Regions from separate parts of the Zea mays genome. Here all the other regions are linked to region 2. A link is a contact called in public Hi-C data. All regions are on one chromosome and are shown on one strand. Each heading gives the region's core, a stretch centred on a gene start, on an enhancer-like site or on the middle of the called end of the contact. The rest is flanking DNA. Distances are from core to core; before and after follow the strand shown. Region 1 holds the start of LOC103638745 (probable E3 ubiquitin ligase SUD1). Region 2 has its middle 42 kb from the start of LOC118473372. Region 3 holds the start of LOC100280708 (calcium-binding protein).

Region 1 (2,970 bases), core at 90-2,589, 430 kb before region 2:
GGCATGCTTTCATTCCAACACCAACAATCAGTTCCTGGAAAGGGAGTCTTGTCGGAGCATTATCAGCGTACACGGGTGAGAAGGAGAATGCATGTTTACAGACCTGCAGTGCACAGATGCATAAATCAGAAATTATCTAGAGAAAATGGAGTTATGACAAACAAGACACACATCATCATCATGAGTATGTTTTTTTCCTTGGCGATACAAGCCATTACTACCCAGCCGTACAGCTGTGCTTGGAACCCCCAACTAACACTTGTTCGCTCATTTTCTCTAGATTAGCAAAATGCATTATTCAAGAGGAGGTTTGTTCTAACGATTCCAATCCTATAGAATTCCTCCATTTTTCCTTGTTACAAAGGGGACCTAAGAGAACATAAGGCAACTGAAACTGCAAATCAATCATCAATATCAAGCCAATAGTCTCACTGCTAAGAAGCACAAGATGAGTCTTGCTGCAGGTTAACAGAATTACTATGCCTCTGAAAATACTCTGAAACCACAAGAGCATCGGAGTATTATGAAAATTCATTTGCTAGCTGAATAATCATCAAAACTATGCAATTGCCTGATTCCGAACCTCAATCCCCTAATTCTAGCAACTGAAAAGGCAAGAATAATAGCCTTATCCATTTATCAATGCCTATTAACATAGTTTTGACCCAATCTACACGCCATATCAAAGAAACAGCACCCATATCACCAGCTCAACATTAAATCGATCGATTCCACCACGCAATCGAACTAATCAATCCCTAAAGCAACGACCCAGCGGCGTCCCCGTCGCTGAGTGAGGGCAGGGGCGGCGGCGATATTACCTCGCACTGGCGCGAGTTGCTATGGTCGAGCCACTGGAGGAGGCAGTCCTGGTGCACGAATTTGATGCTTCCGCTGCAGGCGCACGGGTAGCGCAGCGGGTGGTCCTCGTCGCCGCGGTTGCGGCAGATCCGGCACACGTCCCCCTCCTCTTCCTCCTCGTCGTCCTCCTCCCCGTGCGGCGGCCGCGGCTCCTCCGGCAGCTCGCCCGCGACGGACCGTTCGGCCATCTCCGCCATGGCTGCCTCGATGGGGGCGGCGGCGAGGTTAGCCGCGATCGATCGATCGCCCGGGGGGAACGCGGATATAGGCGGTGGTGGGAAGTTGCAGCGAAAACAGGATGAAAAAACGTGGGTTTTTTAGTAGCCTCCTTAATGACGCACCGGTGACGAGGCGCTGGCGGTCGGCTTAACGGGTCCCGATAGGATGGATCCGGTGGTGGGTCCGTGGGTGTGGCCGTGTCGGTTTGGAGATCCGACCTCCGGAGTGTTCTATTTATGATTTATCAAGCTCGACATACTAGAATCTACGCTACGCCTCCTTTTTTTAAGAAAAAAATGGTGGTAAAGTGCTACTTTTGATATTTTTTCCTGTGATTGAAAGCCTATATCGGGATGAAAATGGTCATTAAACATTATTATAACCAGTAGACTTGCACGTACCATATGTGTATAACAGGTTTATTCGAAGAATAAATCTTTTGGGTCAAGCACGGTTGGTTTTTTTATCTTTTGTTATGGATAATGTCTAGTATGTTTTTGTTTACCTTTTGTATATCACACCTTTATTAGTTAAATAAGATATTGCTCTTCTTTGGAGCAACTTAAATAAAGTCGTAAACCAGCCTGAAACCAATATTAGAAGAGGAATCATTTTTTTCTCCAACAGCTCTCTCTTTTCTTTCCCCGAAAATCTTAGTGGCCCACATCCAGCTCCTCTTCTCCCATTTAAGACTGTTTGGTTGGCTTCTCTACGTAGCCTGGCTGCATGAGTCAGGCCGACGGGAGCCTGGCTCCATAAATGCAACCAATTTGCTCGTGCCTGCAGAGCCTGGCTTAGGATGATTTGAGTATCAGGGTGCTTTGAGTATCGTGCGAGCCTGGCTCTACATCTGCATGCAGGTAACCAAACACACACCTCGCACGTATAGAGCCTGATTGACAATAACCAAACACCAGCTCATTGCATCCCGCGATGCAAGCACCAGCAAATACAGGCAACCAAACACACGGTTATTTTCTGGTGAGTGATTCCTCTCTAAACTGGGCGTCCGCGCAACTGAGTTGTCTCCCGCGTTTTTTTTTCATGAGCGTGGTTTTGGTGGAGGAGGGAAGCGACGATGGTGGCAGGAGAGCCATCAGTGGCGTTGGAGGAGGCATGGCGGTGGCTAAGATGCATCCAGCAAGATTTGTCGTACAAATTTGTTGAGCCTAATCACATTGGAACTGGCCGACCTTGTGGGAGGTGGTATCCATTGATGGCATGATCTCGCATAGGCGGCAATGAAGCTCAAAACTGCGATGGTGGAGGCCCCTTGCGAGGTACTTTCCAAGTTGTAAAACCTCCCCATCCCATGTCAGACGGTGTCGGAGTTTAGTCCGACCTAGTTGCATCCTCCTTCTTCGAAGATAGCGGCAACCTCCCTTCTTCGTTCAACCTTCAACAAACGGTATGAAAATTGAAATGTACGTTCAAGAAAATTACATATGGTCGGCTCCTTTTCATTGCATTTCTAATAAACTTAATAATATATTTTCTAAACACAATTCTTTTCCTGCTACAATTGTTGAGGTTCTATCAGGTTGTCCTTTCACTGTGCTATAGAATACCTATTGGGATAGATAGTTGAATCTCATATTTGTTTGTTTTTGTTATGTTGTCATTATTTTAAAAGGAGGAGATTATAAGGAAATGGACTAAGGTCTATTTAATAGTTAAGTTTTGGTGTTTGATGACCAACATAATCATTTGGACTAACATTATTTGCTAGTGTTTATAGATATAGTTCAAAGGATGTAACATGAACTTGGACGAAAACAAGGTGGTGATCGATATGATAAACACCTCAATAAAGATACTAGAAGAATCATTGAATACCTAGAAGATCATGCAATAGTCCAAGACACAGGTGGAAGAAACCCAAACAAAGAC
Region 2 (2,906 bases), core at 240-2,739:
TGATTTTTATCTTGTAATGATACGTATTTAAACAAAAGGCGAATATTATATAGCTTTGGTTCTTAACTACTTAGTGAAAAAAAACTTGGCTTGAGCTTGGCGGTAGCAAATGATATAACAAACAGCTAGTCCAGCCGGTTCGATGCATGCCCCCAACAAAGTTCACAGACAAAAGGGAAGTAGCACTACTTGGGATGTCAAAGCGACCAATGAATCGCAGTTACTGTCCACTGACCAAGGCGTGCTGGCCCAAGAAGGCGCAGTTGGGATTGGGATTGGGATGTCCAATTGATCGGGAAGCCAGCCGGCGGTAGGTGCGCCTAACGTTCTCTCCTTCACCTCCACGATGGAAAAGCGACCAAGATGAAAAAGCCATTACAGACCTGACCACAAGCCTTGCTCAAAGTAACCAAGCAGGCTCGTACGCGAAGGGAGAGACGCAGGCGCGCAGCACGTCCATTGCAGGATGTAAAAACGGGAAGCCTGTATTTAATTTTACCCCCGAGAGAGAGAGAGAGAGAGAGATGCAAGGAAGACGGCGGGGCAGGGCAAGGCGAGAGCTTTATTGTGCTGGATCTCTGAGCAGCGCTGTGTCTGGCGTCTGCCCACCGTGAACAGCAGCAGGCTGGTAGGGAATCAAATGCGAGCAAGCTGAGTTGTGAGTATTTCCATAAGCGGCCAATCCGTGTAGGTCCTTGCTCCTCATTTTCTTGCCTCTCGCTCGCTCGCTCGCTCGCTCGCTTCTCTCTCTCTCTCTGTGTGTCCGTCTGTCTGCACTTGACTAGGCTACTGTCTGGCTGTCCGTCCCTGCACCCCGTATTGACTGCTCATCAATCACGCCCCTTTCTTGTTTCAGAGCGAGAGCATGGCCGAAACAGCCACTTCAGTCCCCCCTTCCAGTGTTGCTCCTTTCTTGTTTCTCTTTTTCGAAAGAATGTTTTACCAATGCAAAACTCACAACATATCTGGAACAAAAAAAAAGGGTGCATGGCAATTGGCAGCCCCTTTCAAGACGAGAGACGTACGCGTGTTTAGCATGGGTTGGTTCTGCCCAAGACTAAGTAGTAGTACCCTGTATGGCTGGCTGTATATGGAAAGTTGTTAAGAGTGATGTGATTTTTTTTCTTCTGAATCCTGAGCCTGAGCCATGGGGTGGGGAAGGATTTTTAGTACGCTCTCCGTCCGTCTCCCACCAGATCTTCCGCGCCAATCAGAACCGGAACGTGGAGACGAGAGGACCAGGCTGAGCCGAGGCAACAGTTTGCCAGGGCCGCCGCTTTAATGGCTCCCCTCCCGTCCCCTCTGCCCGCGAGAGGCGCGAATCAAATGCTGCTGCCATGTCCCAACTCCCAAGTGAAGGGAGGGAGGGAGCTGACGAGCTCCCTCCGGCCGGGGAAGTAGCCAACGCAACAGTACGGACCCACCCCCACACAGTACCCACACAATACTTGCCCACGAAACCCAATGTAGCACAGCACAGGTGTGTGTGTGCGCGCGCGCATTCGGAACAAAGTTAAGTTCGGGACTATGCTTGATCTTGACAGCGATGGTAGATAGGTAGGCACCTGTTTCTCAGCAGACGCGCTAAAGGTTTGATCCAAAGTCTCGAGTCAGAAACGTTGTACAACCCCACAGCACAGCACTTGCCGAACCTTGGACAGAGGGAATATTGTAGGCCCCCACCCCTGAAAACAGTCATTACACCGGTTCATTCGGTATACGAAAACATTTTTTTATTTAGACACATCACTAGGATCAACATGAGTTACAAAGCCAGAAGGGCGACCCCCAAAAAAAAACTAGTTGAACCATGGCGGGTTTCTTCCTTTACGAGACATAAAAAATAAACTGAGTTATAGCTACAAGCCAAAAGGAGAAGTGAAAAATACAGGAGAGAAGACTATAACCAAGCTTTGTACTACCTCCGGTTCTAAATATTTGACGGCCAACAGTTCATATTTGAACTAGGAAACGTCATGTATAAAAAAACAGAGGGAGTACCTAAAGTAGCTAGCTATTCATTCAATAGGGGGAGAGAGAGAGAAATTAAACGCGTGCAACTCAGCATGGGTTCTTTTTTTCAGGAACCGGTAATAAACATGACACACAAAGCAAACGAGCTATCGAAAAACTCATACAGACCACCGTCTTGAGGAATTTACAGCCACACATAATGGGAACGATGGTTAGATATTCTGGTACGCAGGCACCTCAGCGAACGAAGTAATCCAAGACGTTGCGCCACCAATATGCTCAGTTAAGCAATTATGAAAAATTCGAAAAATAATTTAAAAAATTTAATTGTACGTACGCACACTAATGTATGAATATTATATTTGTAATTTTTAAAAAAAATGAAACTCAATTTTTGAATGGATTTGTACGTGAACAAAACCAAAATTGAAAAAAAAAGGTATTTGACGCTAGTTGGATTGATATATATATATTTTACGTGTAGACGGATATATAAGGGAATCGTTACGAACAGAGTGAATATAGGGGAGGAAATCTTGTTAACGTGGCTATATAGTACCATATAAGGAGAAAAGTTTAGGAGAAATCGCTGGGGGACAAAGAGATCGATGAAGTTGCCACCAAAACACCGTGTGACTGGCCGGCGCTGCATTGTTGTCCCCTGAACTGAAAAGGAGTCGGCACCAAACGATACGGTTCAGCAACCAAACCATCAGCTTCAGAAAATGGTACGCCGTGCCAGTTGCCGCTCTACCTCTACCCATAGATGCATACTCGTTTTTTTCCACGAAAGGAGACGTATAGCCCATTCCTTGTCATTTTTCTTTCAAACTGCACTGGATCTTTTGGAAGCCGGCATTCCCCGCTTTCCAGGTGCAGTGCAGCAGCAAGCACCCATTTGGAGCGGCTCTTAAGTCTCACGTTGTGTGTTG
Region 3 (2,920 bases), core at 251-2,750, 510 kb before region 2:
TGCCCAAAGTAAGTGCTTTTCGTTGCAGTGGGGTATGTTCATGTTTTCACAGTAGTTGTCAGCCATTAATGAATTAACACAAATAAATTGGTGTGAGTGGTACTTGTTCCAACATAATTTTTTAGTCCTAAATGATGGAAAGTTAAGCATAATATGCTGATTGGGAGGAACCAAGATTCCGCTAGGGCCATCTAGACTTTCGACAGCATACATAAAGTAGGCATAAATACATTATCGAAGTTAGGAAGAATCAGCCCAACTTAGGCTGGTGGTGTCCATATCTAAGCTGTGTACCATTGGTGGTATTTGTTCATTATCTATGGGCCAAAGCACATTAGCTGTGAATGCTCCCATTAGTTGCAGCAGGGGTATGTTCATGTTTTGACGGTAGTTGTCAGCCATTGATGAATTAACACAAATAAATTGGTGTGGGTGGTACTTGTTCCAACATAATTTAGTCCTAAATGATCAAAAGTCAAGCATAATACGATGATTGAAAGGTACCAATATTCCGCTAGGGGCATCTAGAGATTCGACATCATACATAAACTAAGCATAAAGACATTACGCGAAGTTAGAAAGAACCAGCCCAGCTGGTCGGCTGGCAGTTTCCATATCTAAGTGGTGTTCCATCGATGGCATTCGTTCATTACCTATGGGCAAAGCAGATTCGCTGTGAATTTTCCCATTAGTTGTTGTTTTCCTTTGCCATCTCTTCTGTGGCCGTTTGTTTGGTTGTCTTTGTAGTTATTAATGTTTTTCTAGCTTTTGTTGCCTGGTTTCTTTCTTTTTCTTACCGAGTCTTACAGAGTGGGCAACAAGGCAGGAAGCAGCAATCCCACATCAAGTTCACCTACCCACCTCATAGCACGTCGTTAATACCGAGAGTTTGCACAATGGCAGCCAAACCTAGTGAAACTTGAACGAGTATATTATGTTTTAATAGCTCAATCAACATCATATGCAGGCGAATTCCCTGTGCAGGGTGTGAATTGGGGTTGGTGGGTATGCGAAATTGTCTGACGCCGGTACGACGTCCACATAACAAAAAAATGAAAACAATTGAAGCAGTGCACGTTTAGTGCAGCGAAGACTCGGCCGGGGCGGCCGAGGAAGGAAGAGGGGGGTTACGAACCGGTGCAGGTGCGAGTGCGGAGCTTGGTGGTGGCGTACTCGACGACGACGTAGGGGTCCTGGCGGGTGAAGAACTCCGTGTCCCGCAGCTTCCGGCACCCGGTGACTGCAGGCAGGGTTACAGGAGGAGAGATCGATCAGCTACCAGTAGGTACGAGGGAGAAGGATCGGGGAGGAGGGAGGCGGGCAAGGCACCTCTGACTTCGAGTATCAGCCCATGGATTGACATGCGGAAGGGGCCGGAGTGAGGAGGGAGGCGGTCAGGCGGGGGCGGGAGGAGAAGAGGGATCTCGGAAGGAGACCGTGGATGGAGTCGGAGTCGGAGTCGGTCGATGTCTCGATGACGATGGCTCGGGCCCGTAATCTGCCTGGTTGTGGTTGTGGCGTCTTTATATTGAGAGCAGAACTGAGAGAGACCTGCGTGACCAAGTTATTTACGTCGTGGTCTAACATATTTTACGTCTTATTTTATCTTCTAATTCAAATTAAAATAGCATTTTGTTCGGCCATATATCTGGTGGGCTGAAAATAACCTTATATGTAAATATAAGATAGATGCCCTACTATACTATTTATATACTCTCTCCATTTTTTATCTTAAGGTAATGAAGGTTTATACTGAGTCAAAGTTTTAAAACTTTGACCAATAATATCTAAAAAATAATTATTTTAAATTAAAGAAATTATATATTATGCTAGATGTTTTAAAAATAAATGTAACATTTTCATTTTTATTTAGTCAATGTTTATGAATATTTTGTTATTAATAGTCAAAGTTTTAAAATTTTGACTTAGAATAAACTTTTGTGACCTTAAGATATAGAACGAAGGAAGTAGTTCATAAGCAACTTTAAACTCCTCTTATGTCCTTCTTATTTTTATTAGGAATATTTTTTTATTAAAAAGTACCAATAAACAGTTTTACATTAGACCATTAAATATTATCATTATCAATTCTAATCTTTTTCCTTTCGAGGAAACCCTATTCTAAATTTCTTACTAGCCAAAGGTAGAAAGTGATGTTAGATCTCGAGTGTATATGAGATATATAGAAATGTTAGAAGATAGATAAAATATATACACTAACTTTTATTTGGATGGCATTCTAAAATAATAACTTGAGCAACTCCGAGAGACTCTCTATATCCTTTCTAATCTATGTATATAGAGATTTTTTGTATAAAAAATACCTTCCAAAAGCTTATCTAAATGGTTATCAAATATGGTCATCTTCCATTCCGGGTTTCTCGCTAGCTAAATATAGAAAACGTGAATGGTTCTCCAGAATGCAAATAGGATATAAAAATGATGTTAGAAATAGAAAAGATATTTAAAGTGGTTTCAATGCAAATGACTCTTTAAATGATTTTTTTGAAAAAAAATTGATATATTAATTTCAAGTGCATTACAACGAAGTGCATTACAACGAGGTGAAGCAAAGTCTTGAAACAAACATCTCCTGGCCTCTGTTCCATACAGAATATACAGCTCAATTAAATGATATTTTAGATATAATTTAGAGAGTGAAATTTAGAATGAGTCTTGGAGATAGATGCTCAGAGCGGGTGTTTAACAGACTTTTTGAAAGTACTCGGAAATACACTTGAAAGTGTTTGCGTCCACGCCTTGTCGCGTACTAAAAAAACATCGTCTTGACCTGCATCCATACAAAATGTACGCACGTGCGTTTGCATTGTAAAAGATGATCGAATTGCATCGCATGACCGTTGCGAACTTCGCAGGGCTCTCGAGGCTCCAACTCTCATGACGATCGGTGGAGAAACCG

Evidence for each region. A called contact is a pair of places that touch in the nucleus more often than the background predicts.
Region 1: a contact with region 2 is called in a Hi-C map of ear, with 2.6 times the contacts expected there. The contact joins the promoter of LOC103638745 here to the enhancer-like site in region 2. A contact is called at or near these places in 6 of 25 Hi-C or Micro-C datasets (bundle sheath, ear, leaf and 2 more) and 1 of 3 datasets of contacts at active chromatin or transcription factors (leaf).
Region 3: a contact with region 2 is called in a Hi-C map of tassel, with 3 times the contacts expected there. The contact joins the promoter of LOC100280708 here to the enhancer-like site in region 2. A contact is called at or near these places in 6 of 25 Hi-C or Micro-C datasets (bundle sheath, ear, leaf and 1 more).

The regions. Positions count from the first base shown.
Region 1 is chr9:101,300,543-101,303,512 of Zm-B73-REFERENCE-NAM-5.0, reverse strand. LOC103638745 (probable E3 ubiquitin ligase SUD1) reads right to left here and starts at 1,339. Exons shown (of 9, transcript XM_008661571.3): 1 at 822-1,339; 2 at 1-103. The coding sequence starts at 1,058.
Region 2 is chr9:100,873,809-100,876,714 of Zm-B73-REFERENCE-NAM-5.0, reverse strand. No RefSeq gene overlaps it. Among protein-coding and RNA genes, the nearest start is that of LOC118473372, 42 kb to the right of the region's middle. Within about 2 kb of position 1,489, at least 13 of the 20 cell types and tissues checked have an H3K27ac peak or open chromatin away from gene starts, as enhancers often do. A contact at or near this core is called in ear and tassel, where this site is marked.
Region 3 is chr9:101,380,034-101,382,953 of Zm-B73-REFERENCE-NAM-5.0, reverse strand. LOC100280708 (calcium-binding protein) reads right to left here and starts at 1,500. Exons shown (of 7, transcript NM_001153627.2): 1 at 1,330-1,500; 2 at 1,136-1,240. The coding sequence starts at 1,363.